Regions from separate parts of the Rattus norvegicus genome. Here region 2 is linked to region 1. A link is a contact called in public Hi-C data. All regions are on one chromosome and are shown on one strand. Each heading gives the region's core, a stretch centred on a gene start, on an enhancer-like site or on the middle of the called end of the contact. The rest is flanking DNA. Distances are from core to core; before and after follow the strand shown.

Region 1 (3,871 bases), core at 1,166-3,665:
CTAGTGTCACTGAGGCGCCACATCTGTATCTGTAAACATTTTGGAAACTGTTTTCCTCTCTGTGAACTCTGTCCTATATAACTCTTAATTTACCAGTACATACTGGGGCCTGCTCTCTCCTTCTCCACCCACACTTTAATCTTGGTTGAAAGTGCAGCCTCCTCCATCCAGCCTTGGAATGTAGGTGTAGCTTCAGGAGGTGTCCAATCATAACACTCTCCTGGGGATGATCTCTTGATTACCAAGTGCCCAGAATGACTCACAGAGGTCTAACTCAGCCCTTCCCCCTGGCTGCTTTACCCACCAGGATTCTCTTACTAAACAGAACATTCCCTTACACTCAAAAGACCTCGAGATACAGTTAGCACCTCCCCTAGATTCACCCACTGCTCTTCCTCCCAACTCTGTGAAGGGGATTAGTGTTCATTCCGGTTGTCTCAGCAGCAGACACCAAATACACAGACCTTCATTTCTGTCTTTCCACACTCCATATCACCAGTCACCAGATTCTCTGGACTGTCTTTCTAACATGCCTTTTACTTTTCTTAAACAATTAATTAATCAATTAATTTGTTTTTTCAAGGTAGCCCTGGCTGTCCTGGAACTCACTTTGTAAACCTGGCTGGCCTCAACCTCAGAGATCTCCTCTGCCCAAAGTCATGCACTGCCACCACCATCGGATTGTCTTTTTTAAACATACGTTCTCACCATATAACTGGAGCTGGTCTTGATTTCAGATCCTCCTGCCGGAGCCTGCCTGCAGGGCTTACAGGTGTGTGCTACTAGGCAGGGCTCTCTGGGATGTCTTGATCCCACACTTTCTTCATTCCCACCCCACCATGATAAACCAGTCCCTGACTGGTTGTGGCTAGGTCTCTCAGCTTCACTGTCACCAGTCTCACTCTCCCTCCAGTGACTTCCTTCTGTCTTTATAGTAAAGGATGGCTTCATCAAGGGCATTAGATAATCACAGGTTCTTTCTCGGACAAATTTAGTCAAAGGTAGAGTAGATCCTGGACCTAAATTTCCTGGATTCTTAGTTGATGACCACTTCACCCCTGAGCCTCGTTTTCTCTTCAGAATACCCACCTCTTTCAGGGTATTGCAAAGCTTTCTGCACCATGTAAGTATCTCATACAGTCACACCTCACAATAAGCACACGTTAAGTGGCAACAATCACTCCCCATTCTCTGTTTCCGGCTGACACTTCAGGTGCATGCAGTTTACTTATCCCCTGTTAAGCTATCCCACTTGGTGTTGCCTGTTCAGAGCACTCTTTGCCAAGTGGCCACCTAAATCTAAACTTACCTCTAGGTAAGTTCATCATTACCTCTACAAACCTCCTCTGACCTTCATAATATAGCTTAAGAATTCCGACTTGCAGGGCACGGTGGGGCATGTCTGCAATACAAGTGCAAGGGTGCAGAGGCAGGAGGGTATGAAGTCACAATGGACTATATTGTCAGCCCGTAACAAAACACTGTAAAGGGGCGGGCCGAGGCTAAGGGTGTTCTCAAGTGGTAGTGCTCGTGTCTAGAGCACTCAAGGAGCTGGGTTCTATTCCTCAACAGGGACGGATAGAAGGAAAACGTGCATTTAGCAATCCCTGAATCCTGTACTTGTGCCTTAACCTCTCTGTGGTCAGTTTTCTCCTCTGCAAAATGAAAAGACAATAGTGTCTCGCTCAGAGTCTCGGAACTGCTCTACTGAGTTCTGTCACTTTCAGAACTGGGTCTCAGGACCCACTTATGGAAAGTGCCCAATACACATCGGCTACTATTTCACTGCTATGTTTGGTGCTGTGCAGACCTCCAGTTAGTTGCCTTAGCTTTCAGAACGAATGCTCCCTAGAGGCCCCTGAAGGACCTCACCTGGTTCCACTTTTCAACCACTTTCCTACTCCCGTCCTATCATCCAACTTAAAGGAACTCTTTAGACTCTCTCAACACACTGGGAAACAGTTAGGTCACAGCGGATGCCCCCTCCCCCAGCTCATCATACTCGGGCCTGCTAGGGCGCAGAGCTCAGGTTAGCTCGCCTCCCGCGCCCATCCCCCACGTCCCACGATACCCGCTTTGCAACGCACGCACCATCCCGTCCCCCTCCAGGCTCTCAGCCCCCGCCCCATCCCTGGTAGCTGACCGGTCTTGGAGCTGCAGGTCAGGTCGCTCTCGCGGCTCCTCGTAGAAACTGATGCCCGGGTGCGTGACTAAGGCCCGCCACAGAAACTCCTGCGTGTAGGGTTCCAGCGGCAAAGGGAAGGCAGGCGAGCGGGATTCCAGGCGGCTCCACAGCGCGGGCAGGCACAGGCCGTCGAGCCCCTCCAGGGCCACCTCGTCCAACAACGACTCGAGCGCGTCCATGGCCTCTTCAGTTAGCAGCGCCCGGAGCGCCTGCGCACCTCGCCGCCGAGGCCAGGACCCAATGCGCCTGCGTACAGCGACCCAAGGCCTAGGGAAGGCGGGTCAGCTGCCCAGAGCTGAGAGGGAGTCCCAGAGCTCCGCCGTGACGTCACGCTACCCGAGGGCGGGCTCAATGAGATGAGTTTCTTCTCCATTGGTCCGGAACCCCGTAGTAACCAGGGGAACTGCAAACAGTGTCAGGGCCGCTTCCGGTTCGGGAGGCCGGAACCGCCGCCTCTAGGGATGGACGGTTAGTGTCCGTGGGCCCCGCCGGGAGGTTGGGCGGCTGTCCCTCATCCTTCGGAGGTGTCTCGGGGTGGAATTCAAAGCCACAGGGACCCGGGCCCAAGATAGTGTCCAGCTTGAGGGGAAGGTTCTGGCGGTACGGGATGGGCGGTGCGGGATTGGGACCTTGACTGGGAGTGGTTGTGTAGGAATCCCTCATACCTAGGGAGGGGGGAGGAAAGGGATTGGCGTTGGGGAGGCTTGAGGAGGATTGCGGGGGTCCTGGGATGGGCAATGGGTATGTGGAAATTGGTTGGAGGTAAGCGTGTCCTCTGGGAGTAGGTTTGTCAACTACTGGCATCAGGAGTGGAGGGAAACGGCTGGGAATACTTTTATGTGCTTTGGTATTGTTGATAATTCACGTTAACTAAGTACTGTTCAGTGCTAGGGTTTCTGTAACTACTGACAAGGGCAAACGTTTCACAGTAGTCCTTTGGAATAGTTACTTAATTTACAGGCGAGGGAGCTGAGGTTAAGAGAAGACAAGCAACTTGCCTGCCCAAAGTCAAATAGCTAATAAAGAGGCAGCATGAGTAAGACTCCTGGACATTGTGTCTGAAGTAGAATTATGGGGGTTTGAAATCTGAAGCCTTTCATTCCAGAGCTTGCCAGTGCACATGTCTACAGGGGCAAGTTTGGTGGGCTGTGACTGAAAACCAGTTGCCAATCTGTCCAGAAGCAGCTACTCAGATCTAGTCAAGTGTTTTTAGGAGCAAGTTTCAAACTGTGACAGCCAGTTAGTTCTAAGGCCAGAGGCAGCCTGGTTAGAATCACTTTGGGCACTCAGAAGCACCCTGGGAATAGCTATTGTGATATCCAGCTTTTCAGATGGGAACACTGATGTTTGTGGAGACTGCAAGGGTCCATGCTAACCTGCTGTTTCACAGTTCATTACTGCCACTTACTTCTGCATTCCTGTAAAAGCCAGTGGACACAGCATGGAAAGACATGTTACCATTGAATGTGTTACATATACTTAAAGGATGCCTTTGTCCTTTGTACTTGATACGCTATAAAAAAAGTGTTTTTATCAGTTTGCCCTGTGGGAAAGTCCACATAGTGCTGCTGTAGAACAGTAGTTCTTGAATCTTGAATGCCTCGGACTCCTTTAAGCCTTTCCTTTAAAAGACCTTCAAGCAATATAAGCACGTATTATATCTGTGATGTTGCCACATAAATACAA
Region 2 (3,773 bases), core at 9-2,508, 37 kb after region 1:
ATGGCAGGGTAAGATGATGAATCTGCTCAGTTCCTGTAATAGGATGTCCTTGAGGCTTGATTATGATAATATTAGCAGCCACAGGGTGGGTGTTATTTACCATAGCCAGGCACTGAGGTAAGTGTTTTCCATGTAATGCTATTATTTCTTATAGTACCTCTGCAAAGTCTTGCATTACTCAGGACTTGAATTTTTTTTTTTTAAAGTCTATCTGGAGGCAGCAGAAGGGGTCTGTGTACTGCAATGCAAGGCTCTGAAGAGGGGGTGCTTTTCAGAATCCAAGAGTAGGGAGGGTCATGAGCAGATGTCTGTAAGCTCCCGGGATGTCCTCTTCTCAGCTTCTATTTTGATAGTTCACTCTTACTTCAACAGTCTTCATGCTTGGTGCAGGCCAGTTCTCTGGCTTCCTTTCTTTATTTCTTATTTTTTTCTTTTCTTTGTCTCTTCAGAAGAGGTCTTGCCAGGTAGACTTCACTGGTCCAGTGAAGTTCATCTAATCCTCCTGCCTCATCATTCCAGGTGCTGTGATTATAGGAAGGAGCCACCATGACTAATTTAGCCTTCCTGCTTTCTTAGTTCATCTGGCAGAAAATCCAATGACTTCTAAATTTGTTTACCCCCTTAGGAGAGTAGTCAGGCCTCTATCCCATCAGCACCCAGGCAGGAAGATGTGGGCTAAATAGTGATGAGTGAGGGAAGTGGGGAAGGAGGGAGGGATGGATGGAAGAAGAGAGGATAAGAGAGAATATCCTAGACCTTCTAATCTAAGCTTCCTAGGATTATTGGCTCCTGGGCCACCCGCAGCCAGCAGCACGGTCACAGGTCTTGACCAGCTTCCAGGAATCTTAGACTGTGACTTGTGACAAACAAAACAGGGTTGAGTCCACAGTCCAGCTGCTTGTTTTTATTTGACAAATGAAAGGTCCTCAGGCTAGATGTGGTGTCAGGGAGGGCTGGCCAGTGTCCGAGGTCTGTGATGTCAGTCTGTCCTTTGTGCTCAGTGGGAGCCATGGTTGACTCTTGTCTAGAGAGCTTGCTTGGCACTTTTTCCTTGCAGAAGTCTCAGAGCTTCGAGTTTCATGGAGACCATGGAGTCAGCGAGGCTAGGCTCTACCTCAACCTCTTCCTCCCCTTCTTGGCTGCTGGCTCAGTGCTTCACCTTCTGCAGCTGGAAAACAGGGAGGATAGCAATGGCTGCTCTACAGTTGGGATGATCTGGTGACCTTGTGCACACAAAACCCTTGGCAAATCCTTTACCCAGCACAGAGCCCTAGGCTTTCCTAACCATGCAATGGTGGAGAAAGGCTCAGGGTCCAGGGAAGAAAGACTTCAGTCTGTAAGACAGGGGCTTCGGGAAGAATCGCACTGAAGCAGCTTTAGTTGGCAGAAACGGGGAGAAGAGGAACAGAATCAGTGTCAACTGCAAGCAAGATCACAGGGGCCACAAGCAGTCCCCTGTGAGAAGGAACACATAGCACACAGGGTGAACGGCTTGATGGTGAAGACTCTGTCATCATTCATCTGTTTATTCCTTCACCTTTAATATGTGCCATCGTGGTTAGAGACAGACTCTGAGCAATAAATGAAATACGAAGAACATCAGAAAAACAACTGGGCTGAGGTTGAGGCAGCACAGAGTGTGAGAGTTGTTAGGTCAGGACTTGAGGAAGTTCCTGTTGAGCTTAGAGGAAGTGATAAGCCACTGGGATCTCTGGGAAACAAAAGATCTGTAGAGGGAGCAGCATGGGCTAGAGCAGGGGATCCAGGTGAGCCACTGTGGAGCCCCAGCAAGCTGATGGCTGTTTGGGGGCAGCAGTGGAGGGTACTGGGAAGGGGCTGGTAGCTGTTATGTTGGATAGGGTGAATGGGAAAGAATGGGATGAAAAGAAGGTCTGGCAAGTCAGATAAAGGTGTGAAAAGTTTCAGGGGAATGCTAGGAAGGTGGCCCACAGCAGACTGCAGGCACCTCCATCATCTCACTGCAGAGGGAGCAGCAGTGATTCTCTGGAGGCTATCTAGAACTGAAGAGCCACGATCCTATTCACTTATTATTTGATTGTCTGTTTTGGAGGAGAGAAGGTGATTTGACTTGTTATTTAAATAACACTCAAAACTAGCTTGCTTATAGATAAAAAGTTACTGTTAACCAGGCTGAAATGCTAATTCTTTTTTCCATTTTCCCCTAACCTCTCTTGGAGTAACAATTGCCACTGAAACCTGGCGTGCATTCTTCTGTACCTTTCTTTGCGTGTGTGCTTGGCTGAATGGCCCACAAAATATGTGTAGCATTTGTGGTGGTTTTGGCTCAGTTTATAGCATTGTCTATCTTGAGTAGCTATTGGCTCATGTCTTTTTAACCTGTTGTAAAGGTTCAAATATATGCTGATTTAAAAAAAACACAAATAATTTTCATCTAAAGCAAAACAAAACTGGGCATGGTGACATACCTATAATTTGAGAAGCTAAGTAGAAGTTCAAGGCTAGCCTCGGCTACATAGAGAGTTCTAGGCCATCCTGGGCCACAGAGTGAAAATGTGTCTCAAAAAGTCAGTCAATCAATCAATCAATCAATCAATCAAACAAACAAACAAACAAAGAGGACTAATGGGGACAGATGTATTGCAGAGGGTTTAGCTATCCCCACTGGAGGACATTGGGATATTTGAACCAGCTTTCTGTACCTTTTCCTAGGACCCCTATGAGTCCCTTTCAGATGGGTTCTAGGGACTAGAAAGGCCCAGTCCCAGGTGACAGTGAATATACAGTGTTCTGTCTTTCCTATTTCATTGGATTCTATCTCTTTTCTCAGAGTGCCTGTGTGATCTGGCAGGGGTACAGTGCAGCAGTGGACTCGCTCAGATCTGGTTGAGAGCAGGCTCTTATGAAAATGTCTTGTTCCTAGGGGCCCAGAGCCCATAAAGGTGGTGGGCTACTCTCACCCTTAAGAATACGTTCCTTGGTTGGTTAAACACTACCTTGGGGGCCAGAAAGACTCTTGAGCCCTTCCTTTCATTTTGAAAACAGAGCAGTCTGCAAGCCTGACTTTTTTCCTGCCAGCTTCTGCCATTCCTAGACTACTTCTACAGCTTGAAGGCACCCCTTTGACAGCATGCCAGGAGCAACATTGTAAAAGCGCTATTTTGATTAGAGGAGGCCAACTACCCTGTCACTGGCTCCCTTCTTCCCTGCTGATGTTCCACATCCTGCCTTCTGCTACCGATACCATTCTATGCTTGCCACTGTAACAACAACACTTTCAAGGATTGGTGCACAGCCTCAGGCTGTGATTGTCACTAGCCAAGCTGCCTGATCTGAAGGTGTGATGGCAGTCTCTCTCTGGGAAGCAGACCCAATCCTACCCCAGCTGCCTTCCCTGAGATAGTCTGCCCAGCTGCTTCCTGCATGGAAAGTAAAGTTACTTTGAAAAATGTAAGACTGGGAAGATGACTTAGTGGGAAAAGTGCAAATGTGAGAACAGAGTTTGAATCCCAAGCACCCAAAGAACAGTCAGGCATGGTGTGCTTCTATATAAGCCCAGTGCTGAGGGTACAGAGCTAAGAGGATCCCCAGGACTTGCTTACCAGTCAGTCTAGCTGAAATGGGGAGTCCATCTTCAGGGAGAGACCATGCTTCAAAAAACGAAGGTAGTGACTGCTGCACATGGTCGTGTGTACATCTGACACCCACCACCTGTGAGGCAGAGGCAGATGGGTCTCTAAGTTCAAGTCCAGTCTGGTCTATACAGAGAGCTCCAGGCCAGCTAAGGCTGCATT

What was found. Hi-C and Micro-C count contacts between places; a contact is called where the count stands out from the background.
Region 2: a Hi-C map of liver shows a contact between it and region 1, with 2.5 times the contacts expected there. The contact joins the enhancer-like site here to the promoter of Gtf3c1 in region 1. A contact is called at or near these places in 2 of 12 Hi-C or Micro-C datasets (both in liver).

What each region holds. Positions count from the first base shown.
Region 1 is chr1:189,698,433-189,702,303 of GRCr8, forward strand. It overlaps Gtf3c1 (general transcription factor IIIC subunit 1), which reads right to left and starts at 2,416. Exons shown (of 37, transcript NM_133541.2): 1 at 2,144-2,416. The coding sequence starts at 2,364. Katnip (katanin interacting protein) reads left to right here and starts at 2,618. Exons shown (of 28, transcript NM_001395755.1): 1 at 2,618-2,653. The coding sequence starts at 2,647.
Region 2 is chr1:189,736,308-189,740,080 of GRCr8, forward strand. The region is part of intron 2 of Katnip (katanin interacting protein); the gene reads left to right. Among named protein-coding and RNA genes, the nearest start is that of Katnip, 37 kb to the left of the region's middle. Within about 2 kb of position 1,259, at least 3 of the 93 cell types and tissues checked have an H3K27ac peak or open chromatin away from gene starts, as enhancers often do. A contact at or near this core is called in liver, where this site is marked.